3 separate regions of the Sus scrofa genome follow, and regions 1 and 2 are each linked to region 3. The links are chromatin contacts, called in public Hi-C and targeted proximity ligation maps. All regions are on one chromosome and are shown on one strand. The core of a region is the stretch at or near the end of the contact, and the rest is flanking DNA. Distances in the headings are between cores, read along the strand shown.

Region 1 (3,214 bases), core at 276-2,775, 340 kb before region 3:
ATCTTGACTAGTATCCATGAGGATGCAGGTTCCATCCCTGGCCTCGCTCAGGGGGTTAACGATCTGGCATTGTCGTGAGCTGTGGTGTAGTTGTAGACACAGCTTGGATCCTGCGTTGCTGTGGCTGTGGTGTAGGCCAGTGGCTAGAGCTCTGATTCGACCCCTAGCCTGGGAACCTCCATATGCTGCGAGTGCTTCCCCCCCCAAAAAAGAAACAGCACAACCACTGCTCTTCAAAAAATCTGCACAAATTCATATAACCCCTGAAAGGTATCTAAGAACACAATGAGGCACTCTAATGACATGTTTATCTGTCTTTACCAGCTAACAGTGGAAAATAACTTAGAGCAGGGAAATTGCTCCTTCGCTTGTCTATTCCATCACCGAGCTCACAGCCAAGCTCCTAACAACCACTTAACACAAAAATATCTGGTTGCTCAAACAAATGAATGACTACTACTTACCTTACAAAACTGTTGTAAGGATAAGGGATAATATGTGTAAAGACACAAAGAGCTTGGCCTGCTACAAGTGAGGAATGAATGAATGAATAATTAAAGAAGAAGCCCATTATGAAAATCAAATATTAAGTATGAGCAAGAGTTGCTTATCTCCTCAAATCTAGGGACAACATACATAGGGGCACCCCCTCCATCCTATCAACCATTAAAAATTTCCCAAATGATGATTATTTCATTTGAGTACTTTATTTTTTCCATCTCCATTAGTTTAGAAGCCATGAAATGACGGAGTTCCCACTGTGGCGCCACAGGTTACGAATCCAACTGCAGTGCCTGGGGTCGCTGAGAAGACTCGGGTTTGATCCCCCGCCCTGTGCAGTGGGTTAAAAGATCCAGCAACACAGCTGAGGCTCGGATTCTATCCCTGGCCCTGTAACTTCCACATGCAGCAGGTGCAGCCATTTAAAAAGAAAAAGAAAAAAAAAAGAAAAAGCAATGAAAACAGTTTGCAAAAACAGAATGGCAACCATGTACACTAATAAAGCTACCCATTTTAACCATTCTCTTCTTGAGACCTTCTGGCTAATTCTCACCCTCTGCTTATCTAGCACCTTAGTGCTGATGACACTGTAATCGGAGAAAAACAAGTCATCCGTGCAGAAGCAGTTTGTTGGAACTCCCCCCATGGTCCCCAGGGAAGGAAGCCAGGGCCATGGAGAAGAACTACAGGGAGCTGTGGGGACCAGCTCACAGGTCTGCCAAGCTGCTCTAATTAATTATGGGTTGATCTCCTTGGGCTCTCTGGTCTGAAGTTTTATCTCTTAACCCTCTCCCAGACCCAGTGGGAAGGCTATTAAGATTCCTGAACAGGGAGCTAGATTCAACAGGAGTTCCTGGGCCATCGGGTGGCTGCAGGCTTGAGCGCAAGCACCAGACAAGCTTAGCAGTTCAGGGGTGTCTGCAGCATTGCAGCCCCACGGCAGCCAGTTACCAGCTGGCAGCTGGATCTGGGGCCAGGATGGTCTGCTGTGGTCCCTGCAGGCTTGGAGCGAGTGCCCTAGGGCCACGGAGGAGAAAGTCAGGCCTCAGGACATACCTTGGAGTGTGAGCCTGGTGTGCTGGGCTGAGTCAGTCAGACAGGATGGGCCTGTGGACTAGATCAGATGTAAACAGAGGCAGGCCACTCCTCTGAGTGTATTACTCAGGTACCCAATTCTCTGACAATGAAGTCTAACTTCAAACCCATCTAGATGGGATGTTTCAGACTAACAATATATCTCACCTTAACTCTCCAAGGAAATCAACAGAGCCCATTATCTTAATTTTCTTGGCAATTCTAACCTCACACAGTAAATTACCCCATGAGGATACACTACAGCTTAGTGTCATTTCTAGCAACATGTTTAGGTCTTTCCTAAAATACCTAGCTGTTGCTTTCAATACTGTAGAATGCTGTTGAAAACCATCTCTAGCCCTTCTTCTATGGGTAAAGCAAAGCACTACAACCAGGTAAGATGAACAAAAGATTTCTGTATCAAAAAGATGATGAACTATGGGAAATAAACTTTCCATTGTTCAAAAGAGTAGAGTATCTCTATGGGTTTAAGCGGGTCCCAACTGCAGTTTGTGCAGGCCTTGAAACTGATCATAAATGTAAGAATTATTCTATCTGCGCTATTTTGAAACTTCAAAAGTAAAGCTCTATAGAGAAAAAGAACCTCTATTTGGGAGGGTCATATCCTAGACTGGCTAAGAGTGCAAGCTTAAGCCTCAGATTTCCTGGGTTCAAATCCTAGCTCCACCTCTCCCTGGCTGGGTGACCATGGAACAAAGTCCCATACTTTTGCTGCTGTGTCCTAAAGCCACTGCTGCCACCATCATCATTGGTAAAGTAAGATCTGGTCTTTGCAAAGCATTTTAGAAAATAAAAAAGTGACATCCACCTCAAGGTATCACAGGATACAGAAGAAAGCTTTCCATCGGCTGGGAATGTATCTAATAAATTAGGTTATATATTTGAGTATATGATGGCCAGTGTTTGTTAATAGCTACGATAGTTGCTAAGCTTGTCTAATTATAACATGTTTTTAAAAAATGAGGACAGTAAGTGGTAAACATTCTTATTTAGTATTCATTTTCTGCTTCGATGTCATTAATGTTTAATCGAAATAAATAAAATATACACTGTTAAACAAAAGTATTTCTTAGAGCCTCAAAAAACTTGCATTTGACCCTGCTAAGGTGAATTTTAGTAAAAAGGAACAAATGTTCCATGCCTAGACAGCTCATTAAGATAACACTAATAAGAACCAGAATAACACAGTTCACGTAGAATTAAAAGATCTTGGGAATTCTGCTGTGGCACAGCGGAAACGGATCTGGCCAGAATCCATGAGGATGAGGGGTTTGATCCCTGGCCTCGCTCAGTGGGTTGGGGATCTGGCATTGCCATGAGCTGTGGTGCGGGTTGCGGACGTGGCTCGGACCTGTTGTGGCTGTGTCGGCAGTGGTAGTTCTGATTTGACCTCTAGCCTGGGAACTCCATATGCCACAGGTGTGGCCCTAAAAAGCAAAAAAAAAAAAAAAAAAACTTTACGAAGTGACAGTACAAGGAGTGGACTCAGAGAAGCCTCAGCACACATCTCCCCACAATCTCCATCACTTTCACACCTCATTGCCTCAAATAAATACAAAAACCTAGTAACTAGAGTGTGTTGTCACTTGATCACCATTTCAGGACAAGTCCTTTAGTT
Region 2 (2,930 bases), core at 319-2,818, 320 kb before region 3:
GCTCCTCCAGGGGACAAGCCAGAAGGAGGGCAGGGTCCTGGTGCCGGAGGCCACTTCGCACGGCCTTGGACACAGTAGTAAAGTACACAGGGCACAGCCACCGTGAAGGGCACCCCCTAGCGTTGAACGATGCACAACTGCCCTGATAGCCTCGCCCCACACTGCTCTTCACACCCGCTCTCACTCCCTGCCTGTCTCAGTTCTGCCAAAACCCGAGACCAATGCAGGCGATCCATGCGAATCCTTGGCTTTTTGCCTTGGGCATGAAAAATCATTAAACATAATTTAACTTTAAAGACATTTTTTTTTCCCCGTGCCCGTGGCATGTGGAAGTCCCCGGGGCCAGGGATCACACCGGCACCACAGCAGTAACCGGAGCCACAGCAGTGACAATGCAGGATCAGTAACCCGCTAAGCCACCAAAGCACTCCAAGAAACATTTTCTTTAAAGGCAATAAACAAAGCTTGTTGGATTTTTCTTTCTTCTCTTTTATAGGGAATGTGGCAATACATTTTGGTGGCCAGGTCCAAGATCCAAGGGGAACAGAAACTGAGCAATGTTATTATCCCCCCCCCCAAAAAAAACCAACAACCTTATACTTTGACAAACAAGGAGCAAGCATAGGGATTTAATAATTAATAGAAATGTAGTGCTCAGATGACCAGGCAAGACACAATTTTGGCTATTTTCACACACTTGAACGGTGGTGATTGATTTCAGAGCCCAAATGCTTGTTTAGAAAAATGCTCTCAACATACATATTTAATTAGGTCTCAAAATAGAGATAATTTACACAGTGTCCTGGGAGGCTTAGCTGACACAGGATTTCTGAAAGTTTTGATGCTCAAGTGTCCATCTTTAGCAGAAATATGGGACACATATGGGCTAAGCAATGCCACTGCTCCCAACGCTCATGAACCAGGGCCTTTTTTACCGAACACAGGAATCAAAACACGAACGACTTTGAGGACCCGCACACTAGGCCTCCGAGGAAAGAAAGTGCTTTTAATGAAAAGGGACTAGGAGAGACAAAAACAGTGAATAAACATTTATATAAACAGCAAACTCCAAACAGCCACATAAAACAGCAAACTCCCCAAACAGCAATTCCAAGTGCTTTTAAAACTCTATACACATTTTCTGGAGCTCCTGTTGTGACACAGCAGAAACAAATCCAACTCGTAATCATGCGGTTGTAGGTTCGATCCCCGGCCTCACCCAGTGGGTTAAGGATCCTGTGTTGCAGAGGCTGTGGCGTAGGCCTCAGCTGTAGCTCCAACTGGACCCCTAGCCTGGGAACCTCCCTATGCCACAGGTGCAGCCCTAAAAAGCAAAAACAAACAAACAAACAAAAACTCTAAACATTTTCTTAGAGTATAATATTTTTGTTGACAGATTCTTTTCAAGACTCTTAGAAAAAGGAGACTCTACGAAGTGTTAAAACTAAGAAAGAGTCTGTCACTTTAAGTCAACTGAAGGAAACTTTTGGCGCTGGCTCTCACACCTCACAGAGAGGGCACTCCGTCATCTAAATCCCCATGAATGAGCAGCTGCCCCCACACCATCCGCAGTTCCAAAGCACTGGGACACAGGGCACGGGAAACTCTAGATCTGTTCCTGTTTCAAGCATTGCCTCAGTGGCCCAGGGAACATAACTCTTTTTTTAAATATATGAAATGATTGTTTAAGGGTTACCCAGAATCTGTAGAGAGTAAGAGATTACAATGCATTTCATCAATACCTATTGATCAACACATGAGGTCTTCCAACCTATCACAATGATAAGAATATTATCAGAGTTCCCATCGTGGCTCCTCGGAAACGAATCTGAGCAGCATCTATGAGGATGTGGGTTCAATCCCTGGCTCAGTGGGTTAAGGATCCAGTGTTGCCGTGAGCTGTGGTGTAGCTCGCAGATGCAGCTCAGGTCTGGCGTTGCTGTGGCTGGGGCATAGGCTGATGGCTACAGCTCCTGATTCGACCCTTAGCCTGGTAACCTCCATGTCTTGGGTGCGGCCCTGAAAAAAAAAAAAAAAAAAGACAAAAAAAAAAAGAATGTTATTGTACATGAATATCTGACCTTGTATCTAATTATTCCCTGATAACAATTCCTAGAAGTGAAGTTTCTAGACCAAAGGGTACGCACATTTTTAAAGTTCCGGGTATATACCATTAAACCACGGAGGGGTTTTTTTTTTTAATAACTTCCCTACAAATAAGCTATTCCACACTGCTCCCGAGGCTAAAGGGAACTTGACCAAAGGGAAAGGCATTGTTGTATCATCCACCTGTGCCTTTGATCCGAAAGTATTCTGAGGTGCTCCTGTGATTTTTCTCCCCCTTAAAGCCGTTCTTGTGTTATTCTTGGCAAGTGAAGAATAAGCAAACCACACAGTCTCTTTCTTAGAACCATTTCTTCAAGGTTTCCTTTGTCCACTGTCAGTTCAGCAAGGTTTTGTGGTGGAGTCATTACTATAATCAGACAACAACCTGAGTCTGGGAAAGCAACACTGCCTAACTTCCAATGAGAAGAACATGGATGAAATATTTAATACATTCAACAAAGGAGATCACATTTCTAGGCAAGGAAGAGGATGACTGTGTCAGCACGAGATTTTTAGTACCTGGATGGTACCACGGCCTAGGAATCTGGATTCTTGGATCCTTTAAAGCATCTCTAATTTATAGACTAGTCGAATCACCTATTTTATGAGCATTTACAATACGCAAGATCCTGTTTTTAAATATTATCAAGGAAACAAAATTATCTATAAGCCAAGGTGCTTACAAGGTAGGGTAGGGGCCCAGAAAAATACATCCAAAATGCACTAAAACAATAACAAAGTCAATAAGCACAGGCTCTAATCTGTGCAATGCCTGTAGGTTAAAATCTTGGTTTTGTGGACACATCTCATTTTATTTTATACCT
Region 3 (3,128 bases), core at 457-2,956:
ATTTTAGTTCCCCTTCTGCTAAGATTTCATACTCTGGGGTAATATATACAAAAAAAAAAAAAAAAAGGAGAGAAACATGTGAGCGGTCTCTGGGTCAAGAATATTAGCATGATTATTAATGAATAGAAATTTAGCTGTGATTCTTCTTAGGTCTCCAAAGTTCCTTCTCACACGCTATCTTATTTATTCTTAAAGATAATATAAAGCAAAAATTCCAAAAACAAAATATCTAAGTTGTCCTTGAGGCAAACTGAATCTTGGGAAAAGCCTTATTTTTACAGGTATATATTAGCAAACTTATACCACTTTGAATCATAGAGTTTTATGGCTGAAAGAGATCATTGGACAGAGGGTCACCTGTTTTAAAGGTGGATCAAAGGCTCAGAGCAGAGCCAGAGCTTGGCAAAGCTCACACAGAAGCAAAGCGAGGACGGGAGCCCTGGTTTTCTCTCGTCCACCCAGCCTTCTTTCCTCCGCTCCATCCTATTTCCCTTACTGACCTCTATGCATTCTTTTATATTTATTTTTCTATTTTTTTTTTGTTTGTTTGTTTAAGGCCATACCTGTGGCACATGGAGTTCCTGGGCTAGGGGTCAAATTGGAGTTGAAGCTGCTGGCCTACACCACAGCCACAGCAATGCCGGATCCTTCACCCACTAAGCAAGGCCGGGGATCAAACCAGCATCCTCATGAAGACTGTTGGGTCCTTAACCAGCTGAGCCGTAATAGGCAACTCTATTCATTTGTTTAAATGCAGGTTTCAATTTTAAAACTAAAAAATTTTAATTACCCCTATTAGCCAAACCCATGTCCCTTCTTCTGTCTCCACCCACTGGCTTTAATCTCTGCTCTCGGCTGCTTTTTCTAAAGTTTAGAAACTTACCATCCTTAAAAAAAAAAAAAAACAAAAAAACCAAAAAACCAAAAAAATAAAACAGCTTCCCTTTGATCCTGCCTCTGCCTCAAACTCGCTGGCCCCTCCCTTCAGAGCACAACTTTCTGAGCGAAGGTCCACCCACACACCCTCTTCTTCCTTCCGCCCGCACACCCCTCAGCCCACTGCCCTGGAAGCCTGTGGCTGCCACGCCAGGGAACTCTCCTCCCTGCAGTCGCTCAGGGTCTCAGACCTGGCAACACCTGCAGATCTGTCTCTGCTGCCTGTGATGGCATTGGCCAGTCCTTCCTTTTTAAAACCCTCTCATCCCAGGCTCCAGGATGCCAGCTCTCCAGGGCTCCCTCCTCTTCCGTCTCCCTAGCGGGCACGCTGCTTCTCTGAGTCAGCAGGGCTGTGAGGCGTGGAGGTGTGGATGGGCCGGGGGCAGAAGAGAGGCACAGCCATCCCCACACGTGCTCCTCCCCGTCTCCTGCCTGCACCACGCAGCTCGGTAATCCTGTCTTTCCTTCCTGCATGTATTCAACACCTGTTGAGAACCAACCATATGCCAAACCGTGTACCACACCCTGGGGCCCCAGCGATGAAAGGTGAGTGTGCAATCTCTCTCCCTTCAGTGTGCACCTGCCTCCAAGTCACACCCCTCCAACCCATCCTTCTTCTGGAAAGTTCTGGCAGGTCCTGTCCCTCCCTTCTGAAACTCCTCCCATGGGTTTCTTTTTCCACCCGAGTCCTTAGCATGGCACAGAGCTCGGGTTTAATCCATGTGTCTAGCCATTCTCCCCAAGGAACACCCCGGTCACACCCAGAACATACCATTTCCCCAAACACACACAGCCTCTCGTGACTCTTTGCCTTCACGTGTGCTGTCCCCTCTCTCCAGGCCACCCTGACGTATCTTCTTAGGGTGGTTAAATTCTCTTCATCCTTCAAAGCCCAGGCAAAAACATCACCTTCCCAACGGCGCCTTGTCAACACCGCCTTCGTCGTTACCACTGTACACCGAACAAAGTCACTGCGACACGTATCACTTTAAATTGAAACTTGTTTCATGTCAGCCTTCTCAATGACTCTGAGAACAAAAACTACATATTATTTATTTTCACACATGCCTAATGCCCAGCAAAGTCCCGGGGAGACAGTTCTGAATGTAAACATCAAAAAAAAAAACCGTGTTGAATTAATCACTGTATTTTCGGTGGTGCCACAACTCCTCGGTGCTTGTGCTTCCCATCAACATTTCATGTGCTCTGGTTCTTCACCGTTGTCTCATCTCACTACTTCTTTTCATTCTATTTATGGGCTTCAAGGGGAAAAGGCAAAACCTGGCCTCTTTGCTCATCCCTCAGGCTCCTCTTCTTTATTAAATTGAAACCAAAAATACGAAACCACAAAAGGACTTTTGGTTCAAGCCCCTCCTCCTGTAGATAGCAGTGAGGACAGATTTCCTTTCACTGGATTTGATTTATTCCTTCATAATGGAATAAAAATTAACCTCGCGGAAACAGTACATACAGCCAGAGGTAATTCAATGACAAATGAATGAGATGTTACACAACAGCACAGCTTAATTGGCTCTTCTTGATTGAAAAGGCACAGCCTCTGTAGTGTACAGTGTGTAATTTCCTTTCGTTCTTTCTACTATTGTCATTGTGTTGCAATGGCTACACATCCCTCTTTGAAAACCAAGCCTTCCGCTCATCCTTTTCCTGCCCTTGTAAATGAACCACACCCACCCACCCTCGACGTCACTGGGATTGAATTAAAAAGTCACTACACAAAAAAGCAGGTCATTGCTCTGCCTCCAGGATGCTCCTGCCACCCCCACCCCCCACACTCGTCCATCCCATTATTTCTCCCATCCGGTTGCCAGGTTCCCCCACACTCGCATTTTTGGGGTTTGTACCTTGACCCCCTGTTTTCCTAGCAATGTGAATCAGGTTGTGTCTGGACCAGCCATCCCTCCCTCATCACAGCCAGAAAGCAGTGCCCTGCCTCTGGCCACGCTTGCCAGCATAAGCTTCAAGGAGCACCTTCCCCCCCCGTCTGCCCAACACACATAGCAGAGGAAGGAGACTGACAGGTGTCTCCTCTGTTCACAGTTCTGTCTCCACACTTTTAAAACTCTCCCCCTCCTCAGCTGCCAGCCCACCTTAGCTTCATAGAGCTCCCCGCTCCACCCCCAGCCCCACCCTCGCCCCACCTCCCCCCCCCATGAGGGTGCCCCTTGCCCTCC

The links. A called contact is a pair of places that touch in the nucleus more often than the background predicts.
Region 1: a contact with region 3 is called in a Hi-C map of retroperitoneal adipose tissue, with 3 times the contacts expected there. A contact is called at or near these places in 1 of 5 promoter capture datasets (liver), 26 of 47 Hi-C or Micro-C datasets (alveolar macrophages, blood, brain and 14 more) and 2 of 2 datasets of targeted methods (alveolar macrophages and skeletal muscle).
Region 2: a targeted proximity ligation map of alveolar macrophages shows a contact between it and region 3. A contact is called at or near these places in 1 of 47 Hi-C or Micro-C datasets (liver) and 1 of 2 datasets of targeted methods (alveolar macrophages).

What each region holds. Positions count from the first base shown.
Region 1 is chr4:111,983,627-111,986,840 of Sscrofa11.1, reverse strand. The region is part of intron 2 of VAV3 (guanine nucleotide exchange factor VAV3); the gene reads right to left. Among named protein-coding and RNA genes, the nearest start is that of VAV3, 160 kb to the right of the region's middle.
Region 2 is chr4:111,965,434-111,968,363 of Sscrofa11.1, reverse strand. All of the region lies in intron 2 of VAV3 (guanine nucleotide exchange factor VAV3), which reads right to left. Among named protein-coding and RNA genes, the nearest start is that of VAV3, 140 kb to the right of the region's middle.
Region 3 is chr4:111,648,734-111,651,861 of Sscrofa11.1, reverse strand. The region is part of intron 1 of LOC106510205 (a long non-coding RNA gene); the gene reads right to left. Among named protein-coding and RNA genes, the nearest start is that of SLC25A24, 70 kb to the right of the region's middle.